4 separate regions of the Mus musculus genome follow, and all the other regions are linked to region 1. Evidence: chromatin contacts called from public promoter capture Hi-C data. All regions are on one chromosome and are shown on one strand. Each heading gives the region's core, a stretch centred on a gene start, on an enhancer-like site or on the middle of the called end of the contact. The rest is flanking DNA. Distances are from core to core; before and after follow the strand shown. Region 1 holds the start of Atxn1l (ataxin 1-like). Region 2 holds the start of Nip7 (NIP7, nucleolar pre-rRNA processing protein). Region 3 holds the start of Nqo1 (NAD(P)H dehydrogenase, quinone 1). Region 4 holds the start of Cfdp1 (craniofacial development protein 1).

Evidence for each region. Promoter capture Hi-C pulls out the DNA fragments that hold promoters and counts their contacts.
Region 2: a promoter capture Hi-C map of pre-B cells shows a contact between it and region 1. The contact joins the promoter of Nip7 here to the promoter of Atxn1l in region 1. A contact is called at or near these places in 5 of 39 promoter capture datasets (cranial neural crest, hippocampal neurons, liver and 2 more) and 2 of 115 datasets of contacts at active chromatin or transcription factors (embryonic forebrain and forebrain).
Region 3: a promoter capture Hi-C map of liver shows a contact between it and region 1, with 4 times the contacts expected there. The contact joins the promoter of Nqo1 here to the promoter of Atxn1l in region 1. A contact is called at or near these places in 2 of 39 promoter capture datasets (hippocampal neurons and liver).
Region 4: a contact with region 1 is called in a promoter capture Hi-C map of liver, with 2.6 times the contacts expected there. The contact joins the promoter of Cfdp1 here to the promoter of Atxn1l in region 1. A contact is called at or near these places in 2 of 39 promoter capture datasets (liver and pre-B cells).

What each region holds. Positions count from the first base shown.
Region 1 is chr8:109,736,387-109,739,279 of GRCm38.p6, reverse strand. Atxn1l (ataxin 1-like) reads left to right here and starts at 1,500. Exons shown (of 4, transcript NM_001080930.2): 1 at 1,500-1,649.
Region 2 is chr8:107,055,343-107,058,235 of GRCm38.p6, reverse strand. Nip7 (NIP7, nucleolar pre-rRNA processing protein) reads right to left here and starts at 1,359. Exons shown (of 5, transcript NM_025391.2): 1 at 1,246-1,359; 2 at 1,057-1,143; 3 at 825-963; 4 at 49-189. The coding sequence starts at 1,301. Cog8 (component of oligomeric golgi complex 8) reads left to right here and starts at 1,499. Exons shown (of 5, transcript NM_139229.4): 1 at 1,499-1,975. The coding sequence starts at 1,581.
Region 3 is chr8:107,401,822-107,404,714 of GRCm38.p6, reverse strand. It overlaps Nqo1 (NAD(P)H dehydrogenase, quinone 1), which reads left to right and starts at 1,510. Exons shown (of 6, transcript NM_008706.5): 1 at 1,510-1,649. The coding sequence starts at 1,643.
Region 4 is chr8:111,852,825-111,855,717 of GRCm38.p6, reverse strand. Cfdp1 (craniofacial development protein 1) reads left to right here and starts at 1,381. Exons shown (of 7, transcript NM_011801.2): 1 at 1,381-1,574. The coding sequence starts at 1,511.

The sequences.
Region 1 (2,893 bases), core at 251-2,750:
AAAGAGAAAACGAAACCCCGTCCCTCTTCAGGAGCATTCTCCTTCGCCTCGGACGTGTCACTCCCTGATTGGCTGCAGCCCATCGGCCGAGTTGACGTCACGGGGAAGGCAGAGCACAAGTAGTCATAAGATACCCTTGGCACATGCGCAGATTATTTGTTTACCACTTAGAACACAGCTGTCAGCGCCATCTTGTAACGGCGAATGTGGGCGCGGCTCCCAACACTTCTGTTTTCTCTCTCTCTCTCTCTCTCTCTCTTTTATATAAAACACGCATAATCACTTTTTCTGTATAAATGTAATCTGAACACAAGACCAACTATTGGCCAAATGTGGGGCTTGCCTGCTGTGGTGGTTTGAATGAGAAACTTCGATATAGGCTTAGATGTTTAACTCTTGGTGGCCAGTTAGTGGCACTATTAAGGTATGTATGGCCTTGTTAGAGTCCCTATGTCACTAGGGACCTGGCTTTGAGGCTCAGAGCCACAGGCAATTCCAGGTTCAGTCTCTCTGCTTTGTGCTTCTAAGTTCTAGATGTGACCCCCTCCTCTCTGCTCCAGCCTCTATGGCTGCTGCTCCCTGCCAAGCTTTCCCACCACAATGGACTCCTAACCCTCTCAAATGGAACCACAAACTCAAATCCTTCTGGCAGTTGCCTTGATTGTGTCTTATCCCAGCAACAGAAAAGAAACGAATGCACCAGTGATACCATCAACTTGAGAGATAGAGGCAGGACGGTTAAGAGTTCAAGTTCACCCTAAACTACACAGTGAGTTCAAAACCACTCTGAGCTACTTGTGACCCTGTCTCAAAAACAAATGAACAAATAAGAAAAAAAAAATCCTCCCCCTCCAATCAGCAACCTAAATCAGCCATTCATTTTTGTGTCTGCTTAAGCCAATCAAACTTTCATTCAAGTATTTAGTATGAACTGGCATTATATGGGTGACAATATTCCAAACCAGTAGCCAAGCCCTGTATTCACTAAGCCAACCTGCTTTCCACTGTAGTAAGAATCCCGTCCTTATTGCTCACCCACTCCCAGGTCTTCAGTACTTTTTCATCTTTTTCTAGGTCCTGCACAGGCACACTTTTTTTTTTTTTTTTTTTTTTTTTTGGCTGCCTCAGGCTATTTCTAACTTTACAAGGCTCTTGACCCTTGAAAAGGTCTGGGCCCAGCTCTCTCTCACCCTGACCCTACAATGACCCTTCCATCTTTCTACTCCAGTAAATTCTGGGGCATCATAAACAAGGCCCCAGGGATCTCCACTATCTGGACTTCTAGTGACAGCTTGTGAAAACTTCTCCAGGGAATCCAGGTCTGGGAGCTTTTTAAGGAAACATCACCTACTCCCTGGACCCATTCAGTGGGACAGGCGTTCATTTTCCCACCAAAGGGGGGCGCTGGGTACGATGGGCAGGCGGCCAGTTTCCTCCTGTGTAAGTAGGCGGCGCTCCCAGGCCAGGGTGACGTCATCTCTCCGCGTCGGGGGGGGGGCGGGATGCGCTCAACGCCATCTCCGGGCGCCCGGCTTGGGGGGGTGCCCGCTGGGTGTGGGGCGGCTCCGGGGCCGGGGATGGCGGCGGCCGCGGTGGCGGCGGCTCCGGGACGAGCGGGAGGAGTCCTGGGAGCTCCGTGAGATGGGCCGGTGAGTGTCGCCTGGAGCGGTGGCCGCTGGGATGGCCTGAGGCCAAGCAGGCCTGGGTTCGGAGCTCTAGTGGAAGGGCCCCCCTAGAAGCCCGTTGCCTCACCCCGGCCGCGGGCCCCCTAAACAGCGGGCAGAGCGAGCGAAAGAGGCCGTGCCTAGCCCCTCTAGATGCTGCTTTCCCGCCTGGCCCAGAAGGCGGCCTCAGGCCCTGATGCCCCGACGGGGTTGTCCCCGCGGGTCAGGATGTCCGAGTTCTCAGGGCGGGAAGGGGCCCCAAACAAGGAAGCGTCGCCAGCGGGGCCTGGCCTCACCTCCACGTCCGACCCCCTACCCCGACTAACCCTAAACGTAGACTCCCCCAGTTCAGGCCTGTACCCCTGTCGGAACAAGGATCATCAAAAGCCATCATCCCTGGTGTCTCTCCCTTTTTGCTGCTCCCTTTTTGTGGGGCGCACCTCTCCCTCAGTGAATTTGGGTCCCCCTCGGTGTGCAGTCTCTTGATTCCATTCCCTGCATGAAGAGGAGCTGCCTTCTCGGCTAGGTTGGCAGGTCTCTGGAATAGTTCCGTTGCCCCTTAGCTCAGGGCCACAAGTTGTGTCATTTCCCATGAGAAATTCTCCAAAGCTGCACCCTACACCCACACCCGGTTTCAGATTTTGAAGTGTTTTGCCTTGTGGGAACCTGGTGGGCAGGCTGAGCTTTCTTTTTGCCTCTTTCCGTCCTTTCATTATTTTGTGTTTGCTAACTCCTCGGTGACCCATAGACGGATTTTCCTTAGCTTTTTTTTTTTTTTTAGCTACAGAGGGCAAGCATCATTTTGGGGGATTAAGAAAATGAAAGAAAGCTGAGTGCTTTCAATTAAACGTTTGATGAAGAATGAGTGCGTGACTTGTACCCACTTGGTGATTTATTTGTGGCATTAGGAATCTGTTTTTCCACATTTCCATCTTTCGTGTACCCTTGAACCATGCCTATCTTAAGTAAACGTTGCCTTCAGTTGGATCGAGCTTGCAATATTCTGACTTTGACAGAACAGGTTCCTCGGTACTAGTCAATACTGCTAATCCAGTTGTTAGGACTTCGTTGGCCCCGGTTTTGGTTTTGGTTGTTTTCTTTTGAGAGGGTCTTATGGAGCTCAGGCTGACTTCTGACTTGCTAAATAATCGAATGTAGTTGGTGAGTACCTTGAACTCACGATCCTCTTCTTTCTACCTCAAAGGTAGTAAGATTACAAAGTGTCCACT
Region 2 (2,893 bases), core at 110-2,609, 2.7 Mb after region 1:
GTGGGTACCTGGCATTTGCCGTGATGGATGGCTACCGTGGCTACTCACCAGAGGAATGTCCGCCATGGAATAGACAACCACTCCCTGGTACTGAGATGTGTTCTCAGTAATTCGACCCAGACCGGATTTCAACACATGGTTTCCATACAAGAAGGACTGCTCTGCTCCCGGCTTTACCCACACTTTATACTGAAAGAGAGTTAAAAGCCAAGACACAAGGATGTTGGGCTATATCCCTAAATGCGGATTAGCAGCTGCTTCCGAGTTTAAGGAGAGGTGGGGAACCTTTAAGTTGTTTGGACCCCCCCCCCACTTTTTTGTTTTTGTTTGTTTGTGGGTTTTTTGTTTTTTTTTGAGACAGTGTTTCTCTGTGTAGCCCTGGCTGTCCTCGAACTCAGAAGTCCGCCTGTCTCTGCCTCCCAAGTGCTGGGATACCCCAATTTTTGATCTTTCACCATGGAGTTCCTTCCTCAACCTAACATCGAAATTCAACCTTACATCGAAATGCTCACATAATCAGCAATTTCCTTTTTTTTTCCCCTTGGACCCTAGGATCACCCTCACCACTGGCACTTGTGTCTTCGTCTCTGCTTTCTGAGATCCAGCTGACACGGTGGAGGCCTGTTTTCCTGTAGACAACTAGGCTATGCAGCTCCATGGCCATAACCCTTCCTAAACGTGTCCAAGCAGCAATATCGACAAACAACTTCTTAGGCTGACGCTGTCCAGAAACTCGTTGGAAAGAATCTGTGCTCTGACCTGGCCGCCGTCACCCGGGACTTCATCCCGGATGGCAACCTGGAGACCAGGCCCCCACAACGTACCTTGGCATAGGGGGCCAGGTAATCCAGAGCTGTCACGTGCAAGCGGAACTTGTGGGTCTTGGTAAACTTCCCAAAACACGTCCCCAGCGACACGAGCTTGTCTCCGGAGATGTTGGCGGCCAGCTTCAGCATCATCTCACTACAGGGGCGCGGGAGGAAGGTACCCGGTGACGACCAGGGATGGATGCACGCCTCCAGCCCGCCACGCAGTGGGCAGCACGCCCCACCTCACCTCACATAGTACACTCGGTCGTTGTGCAGCCGGAAACAGTACGTGCCGTCGGGTCTGTCCACTAGGAGTTGAAGGTTCTCTCCGATGCTGAGGGCAACAAGACCAGCGTCTGAGCCGGGACCGTCCCGCCCCGGAGCCGCATCCCCACTCCCCGCACGCCCGTCCCTCATCCGCCTCTCCAGTTCTTACTACTTCGCGATCTTCTCAAACATGACCCGGGTCTCTTCTTCAGTCAAGGGCCTCATCTTGCCGCTTGCTTGGCTCCCGGGAATCCTCGTGCCTGGAGAGCCGGAAGCGGAAGTCACTTTCCCACCCGCCCACTTCCTGGGGTCCACGAACGCGTGTCTCTCTAGCCTAATTCTCCGTGATCTTTGCGCAGCCGCCGCCTACCGTGGCGGACTTCCGGGGACCGAAAGCCGGCTAGATGAGAAACCATAGAGACGGGAAATGTTTCCCCCAATCGTTTCCGTTTCCCAGGAGCGAAACCGGCTCTGAAGAGGAAGTGACGGTACCGTGCTTGAGAGATGGCGGCCGCTCTCCCTCTCCAGCCCTCCACGACCGCTTCGGCCACGACGACAGCCACGGCCGTCGCGCTGGGGGAGGTGGAAGATGAGGGCCTCCTGGCGTCGCTATTCCGGGACCGCTTCCCCGAAGCTCAGTGGCGTGAGAAGCCCGACGTGGGCCGCTACCTCCGGGAGCTGAGCGGCTCCGGGCTGGACCGGCTGCGGCGCGAACCCGAGCGCTTGGCGGAAGAGCGGGCCCAGCGGCTGCAGCAGACGCGCGACCTGGCTTTCGCCAACTACAAGACGTTCATTCGCGGGGCCGAGTGCACCGAGCGCATCCACCGGCTCTTCGGCGACGTGGAGGCGTCCCTCGGGCGCCTGCTCGACCGTCTGCCCCGCTTCCAGCAGAGCTGCAGGTGCGGCTGGCCTGATGGGGACGGGCGCGTCATTGTATCTGCCAGGACGCTATCGTCATGACCCAAGCGTAGTGTACAGGGCTCTCTCCTGATTGCCTTGTTAATCCACTTAAACTTCACAGCAGCCATCTAGGTAGGTAGCGTCATTATTTTACAGACGAGGAAGTCGAAGTGAAGTGACTTGTCCAAGAACACAGCTAGTAAGTTTCCAAGAATTGGAAGCTAGGAGTCCACTACTCCCTCATAGGCTGTTGTTTAAATAATAAACATTCAGCCAGTCTTATTGACACTTGTGATCCCAGTATTCGAGTCACAGAGTCATCATCCTAGTCTGAGTATTGAATTCATGGACAGCCTGAGCTACATGAGACATTCAAACAAACTAAAAAATGTATGCATCCGGGCGGTGGTGGCGCACGCCTTTAATCCCAGCACTTGGGAGGCAGAGGCAGGCGGGTTTCTGAGTTCAAGGCCAGCCTGGTCTACAGAGTGAGTTCCAGGACAGCCAGAGCTATGCAGAGAAACCTTGTCTCGAAAAACCAAAAATAAATAAATAAATAAAATTATGCAAGGCAGTTCATTGAGCCTGACATAGTTAACCCTATATAAATGTGGGCTGGAGGTGCTCAGCTTCAAAATGTCCATCGATAGGAAGCTGACAGATCCTATTTGTCATTGTAGGTTGTCAAAAAGCATTTCCTTTTTAAGCTATGTTACATTTCTAGGCCCTCGATCTAATACACTTAGTTCTGCTATCCAGCAGGTCAATTTTTCTTTGGAAGCTTGGATATTAAAAACAGGTTGTGTACCCCATATGTCTGAAAAGAGATTCAGGACTGCATAAAGCGAGTTTCTGGAATTACTATAGAAAAGTGGAGAAAGTTTAAGTGGGAGCGCGAAAGATACATAGCAGCACAT
Region 3 (2,893 bases), core at 261-2,760, 2.3 Mb after region 1:
AGCCTTTCCTGATGAAGCTATATCCCCAGCTCCTATTTTTGATTTTTGAAATGAGGTCTCACGTATCTTCAACTGTAGTAGTTAAGCAAGGCCAAGCCTTCAAGGGTCAAGGGTCCCTGTGTTAAGAAACCTTCAGGGTATCCTTTTATTTCCAGATAAAGCTTTGTGGTGCAAACTGGGCATGTGCAGGAATGTACCCTCCCCAAAGTACCTCCCCCATAGGAACAAGAATCTGCCTCCCTAATAAGTTCTCACCTTTTCTTTGTTTGGGAAGTGCGTTGCTTTAAAAATTGTCCTTGGTCTCTTTGCCTGCTGCAGCTGATATTTCTTTCTTCCCTCTTATAGCCCATTGTGTTACTTCGGCTTTGCCCTAACCGGAATGAGACTCCACTGAGATCCATCACAAGGGCTGTCACTAGCCTGTCACCACAGGAGACTGCACGTGTGTCTTTCCCTCACTGTCAGAATTTATCAGATAACAGGAAAGTTGAGCTCTTTTAATGATGGCAATCTGTTATAATGTCTACCCTACTTTGGGAGCTTGACCAAGGCACACACATACATGTAGGGTCTTTATTCCAACCCTTTTTCTTTCTTTCTCTGTTTTTGAGACAGGGTCTCACCTATGTAGCCCTGGCTGTTGTTCTAGCACTAGCTATGTGGACCAGTCTGGCCTTAAACTCAGAGATCTGCCTGCTTCTGGCACCCAAGTGATGGGATTAAAAGCATGTACTAGTCGTGGTGGCGCACTCCTTTAATCCCAGCACTTGGGAGGCAGAGGCAGGTGGATTTCTGAGTTCGAGGCCAGCCTGGTCTACAGAGTGAGTTCCAGGACAGCCAGGGCTACACAGAGAAACACTTCCCTGTGGCTGCTGTCTCCTGCCAGCTTTGCTCTGGCTTCCTAGAGAGTCGCACAGATGAGTTCCCCGTTACCTGGTCACCGGGGGCAAAGTTGAGGAGACCCAAGTGTGTATACCCAGGGAGCAGTTTTTGCAGTTTCTAAGAGCAGAACGCAGCACGAATTCATTTCACACGAGGACAAGTCTCTCTGAACTTTCAGTCTAGAGTCACAGTGAGTCGGCAAAATTTGAGCCCATCCGTTTTGCTGCCCCACCCTTCCCCTAGCGTGCAAAGGTGACTTCCCACGGCTGAGTGAGGACTAATCTACACAGGCTGATTATGTAGGCAGGTCCCACGAAGCTCGAAAAATTCTGTTGGAAATTTCCATTTTGTACCCAGGAGGTCTTGGGACAGGGAGCAGATGAATTTATTCAATATGTCCCCATATCCTCAAATTCTCTCTCACTCCCTTGCTCCCGGGGAACCCTTTTGACTTCCATATACAGGAGTCCTAGTCCAGCCCCAAACTGCTTCTCCCTGCCAAAAACTTGGTATCTTCCCAAGATGCCTCTGGGTTCTGGAGTCCAGCCCCGCCCTCGCTGGCTGCTCTGCACAGTGGGCTGGGCGGGCATAAGCAGGATATAAAGCCTTCGCTCAGCCCATACCCCAAGGCTCAGCTCTTACTAGCCTAGCCTGTAGCCAGCCCTAAGGATCTCTCCGAAGAGCTTTAGGGTCGTCTTGGCAACCAGCTGCTCAGCCAATCAGCGTTCGGTATTACGATCCTCCCTCAACATCTGGAGCCATGGCGGGTGAGTGTGGCGCCAACTCCAGTCTGATTTACTCTGAGGAGGATGTAGGGGCTGGCTGTGAGTTTTGTTCCTTGCCTCAAAGAGGAAAAGTGAGGTGGTTAGGAACCTGGATGAGCCTCGGTTAGTCTCTGGAAGGAGAACTTCTTCTCAGAACCAGCGATGCAGATTATTCTGCAGCCCAAGTTCACCCGTGGGCAACTCTAGCATTGCCCCTTCTACACCGTTCCTTAACAGAGCTGCCACTCCCTGTACCGCGTTTGGACTATTTAGAAAAAGGGTAACATGTGTCCTAGGTTGGCCTTAAAGCTGCTGTATAGTGAAGGATAGCCTTGAACTTGGGGTCTTATTGCCTCCACTGCCTAAGTGCCAGGATTCTAAGTGCATATCACCACGCCTGATTTCTACGGCTCTGGGAATTGAATTGAAACCAGGACTTCCTGCATACTAGACAAACTCTCTACCACCTGAGCTCTGTGCACATCCCCAACCTAGGCCAGATAGTATTTAACCATTTGGAAATACGTTGCTAACATTTAGAAATGCAAGCAGGCAATTTACAGGGACCACTGCTGGGCTTGGTGGCACCCTGGAGGCAAAGGCAGGCAAATTTCTTTTAAGTTCCAAGGTAGCCTGGTCTATAGATCCAGTTTCGGGACAGTCAGAGCTACATAATGAAGAGAGACTGTCTCAAACAAACTAACAAACCAAACCGCAGATTTTTAAAAGGGGTATCACCACTTTGTGAAACAAAACGGGAAGATGTGGAGATGGGTACAGGGAGCGTAGCTGAGAAGGAGTGTAACAGAATCGGAGCCTAATTCCAGTCTACCTGGCTCTGGAAAGTTTCTACTGTGACCCTGGAGCAGGAAATCCGATTTGTTAATTGGTCCATTTTTGTGACAGTCTCCTCACTTTGCCATCAGCCCAGGGGAAGGCAGGGGAGAGTCCTTGGCAGTTACCACCACATTATTGTCTAGTGTTTGACTGGCATCTACTGCGTTCTTGGCCAAGTAGCCTCCAGGGCTAAGTACTTCCCAACAGGGCCTGGCTCTGAGTTCTGGGCAGCAATTAGGTTTAGGTGTTTCCTCTGTTGGGGCGGGACTTAACTTTTTGGAGTTCCTTTCCCTTTAAAACTATTTCAGACTCTGCAAATGCACTCAGGATCTCGCCTTGCTAAAAGCACAGAGGGAGGGAAGGATGCTTCTGCCGTTGTACAGGGTCATCCCAGTGTTCTCTAAGCTCTG
Region 4 (2,893 bases), core at 132-2,631, 2.1 Mb before region 1:
CCTCATTCTGTTAAGCATCTCAGCATAAGGGCCAGAGGAGGTGACATGCTTAAATTTGAGGGCACAATTAAGCATTGGGTCACATTCTTCTACGTCACCTTCCCCAGCCCCCTTTAGATGTATTCCACACTGATATTTTGACGGCTGTGAACTCTTAGGCTGATTCCCATTGCCATCCCATTGGTCAACTCCCACCAGGTTTTACCCACTCATCCAGAGCATTGGTTGGTCCTCCCGATGTCTCTGCTAAAATTTCCTATTGGTTGTTCCTACGGATTTCTCTGCTAAGATTTCCTCATCTTCCTCCTTCATGTGCTCCGAGAGTTCGATTATTCTCAGTACAGTATGCATTATATTCTCATCACAGTTTTAAAAAAATGTGTGTATATATATATATATATAAAGGCGTGCGCCACCACGCCCGGCAGAAGGTGATTTCTGAGGGACTAGGGGCATGGCTCAGTGGGTGAAGGTGCTTGCTGCACTGTACTACATACATGCCTGGTGCCTATTGAGGTCAGAACCAGGGCGGTAGTGAACCGCCATGTTGGGGATGCTAGGAACCAAACCTAGTTTTGCTGCAGAAGCAACAAGTACTGTTAACCTTTGGGCCGTCTCGCCAATCCTCACATACTCACAAATTTAACTGCTTTTCCATCCATCTTTCCCGTTGTTTCAAAAGTGTCAATCTAGCACTTTGTGTAGTGGCTTCCCTCACAGATAAGCGGATTTCCTTTTGTCTTTTAGTGATTATCGGATTGTTGATTCATTAATGCTGAACTTACTGCCAACAGTACTTGTAACTCAGGCCTGAATGTAGCTTACTTAACAGGCCGAGTTTCTCAGGAAAGAGCGTCGCAGTCTTCTTGCGCTTAGAATATTAGACAGAGTTTCGGTAGTGTTCTTGGGAGCAATTTTAGGCAGAAAAAAAAAAAAAACAAACAAAAACAAAAATGCAGGGAAAAGGCACAAAAACTGCATTAAAGAATTCGATTCTAGCGAGAGAATTGAATCAAAAAGGCAGAGCCTCAGCCTTGCTCAAAAGTTGATGGGAACTTTAGCATCTATCTATTCAGCTTTCAGTTTTTACTCGCTGAGCATATCCGGGAGCGACATTTTAATCTCTGATTTTAGAGTTAGAAAAAATATTAGCTTGTGAGCAAATTTCAAAATAAAAAGACAAGTATAAAGAGAAAGTACTATTTCCGCAGATAAGCCATTCTCCATTAAGGACGCACGGTACCGTTGAAAACTACAAGCCCCAGCATGCATCGCTTCTGAGAGGTGGGGGTCCGGAATCCCACAAGGGCCCGGTGAGTGTAGACTGACCAATCGCAGCAGCCGGAAGTGTCGTCTCTGACCACGTGGCACTGCCTGCGCATGTGCGCTCGCCTCTAGGGCGGCCCTAGCTGCTGGTCCTGTACCCCTATGGTCTCGCCCTATATCTAGCTTCGCTATTTTGGGGCAGTGGCCGCAGTCGTGTGGGTAGCAGGCCCCAAGTGACAGCAGCATGGAGGAATTCGACTCCGAAGACTTCTCCACATCGGACGAGGATGAGGACTACTTGCCGTCCGGTGAGCGATTCGGCCTGAGGCGAAAGGAGGGTGGTTTCCACGCTTCACACCTCACTCGAGACTCTCCCGGACGGTCCCCAGGGCGTGGGCCTCGTGATCGCGAGGTCCCCACGGCCCGTGGGCTCCGGAGTTCGGGTTATCAGGACCCCGGCCCTCAGGCGGCCTGGAACACGCATGTGTCGGTTCTGCATAGCTGCTGTCCTGGGCCGCCGCCCCCTCGGAGCGCGGGAACAGGCGCGTGAAGCCCGCAGGCTGAGCGTACTACCTACCTACCGGCTGGTTCTGGAAGCCGACCCGGACATTGGAGATTGTTTTTAGGGAATTGCCAGCTTCCTTCACGTCCGAAACTCAATTGTCCGCCTCTGGGTTCGGAAGGGATCGGCTTGTTAGAAAGTTGATGTGATAATGTGTTTTCCCTCTTTGCAGGAGCTACCCATCGTCCTCTTTTAAGAACTTTTTCAAAAGTTTTATTTTTAGAGATTTTATGGCACGTATATCAGTGTTTTTTCCTGAATGTCTGTCTGTCTCTGTACATCATGTGTGTGCCTAGGGCTTCTGGGACTGGAGTTACAGGTGGTTGTAGAGCTGAGTCGTCTCGCCAGCCCCTTATTATTTTTGTGTATGTATGGCGGTGCATTCAGGTGGCCAAAGAGGACAGAAGGGGGTATCGGGTCCCCAGGTGAAGGAGTTACACTCAGTTGTGAGCCGCCCGACTCTGGAACCAAAGTCAGATCCTTTGGAATGAAGCGCACACTCTTTTTTTTTTTTTTTTTTTTTTTTTTTTTTTTTTGAGACAGGGTTTCTCTATAGCCCTGGCTGTCCTGGAACTCACTTTGTAGACCAGGCTGGCCTCGAATCCACCTGCCTCTGCCTCCCAAGTGCTGGGATTAAAGGCATGCGCCACCACGCCCGGCTGAAGCGCACACTCTTAATGGCCTAGCTATCTTTTTTTTCTTGGGGTGCGGTAGAGGAGCACACTAAGAATCCAGCTTATGCGAGGTCCAGACAAATCTTTTAAACATTTATGTGTGTGAGTGTTTTGCCTACATGCACATCTATTTGTATGTATCTACATGTATATTTAGTGTCTTCAGAGCCTAGAATAGGTATTAATATCCCCTGGAAGTCGAATTATAGACGATTGTGGACCCTTGAATCGGGGCTAGGGATTGTAAGTGGACCCTTTGAAAAAGCAACCCGTGTTCTTAACTTCAGCCAGTATGTCTTTTTTGTTTTGTTTTGTTTCGAGACAGGGTTTCTCTTTGTAGCCCTGGCTATCCTGGCACTCACTCTGTAGACCAGGCTGGCCTTGAACTCAG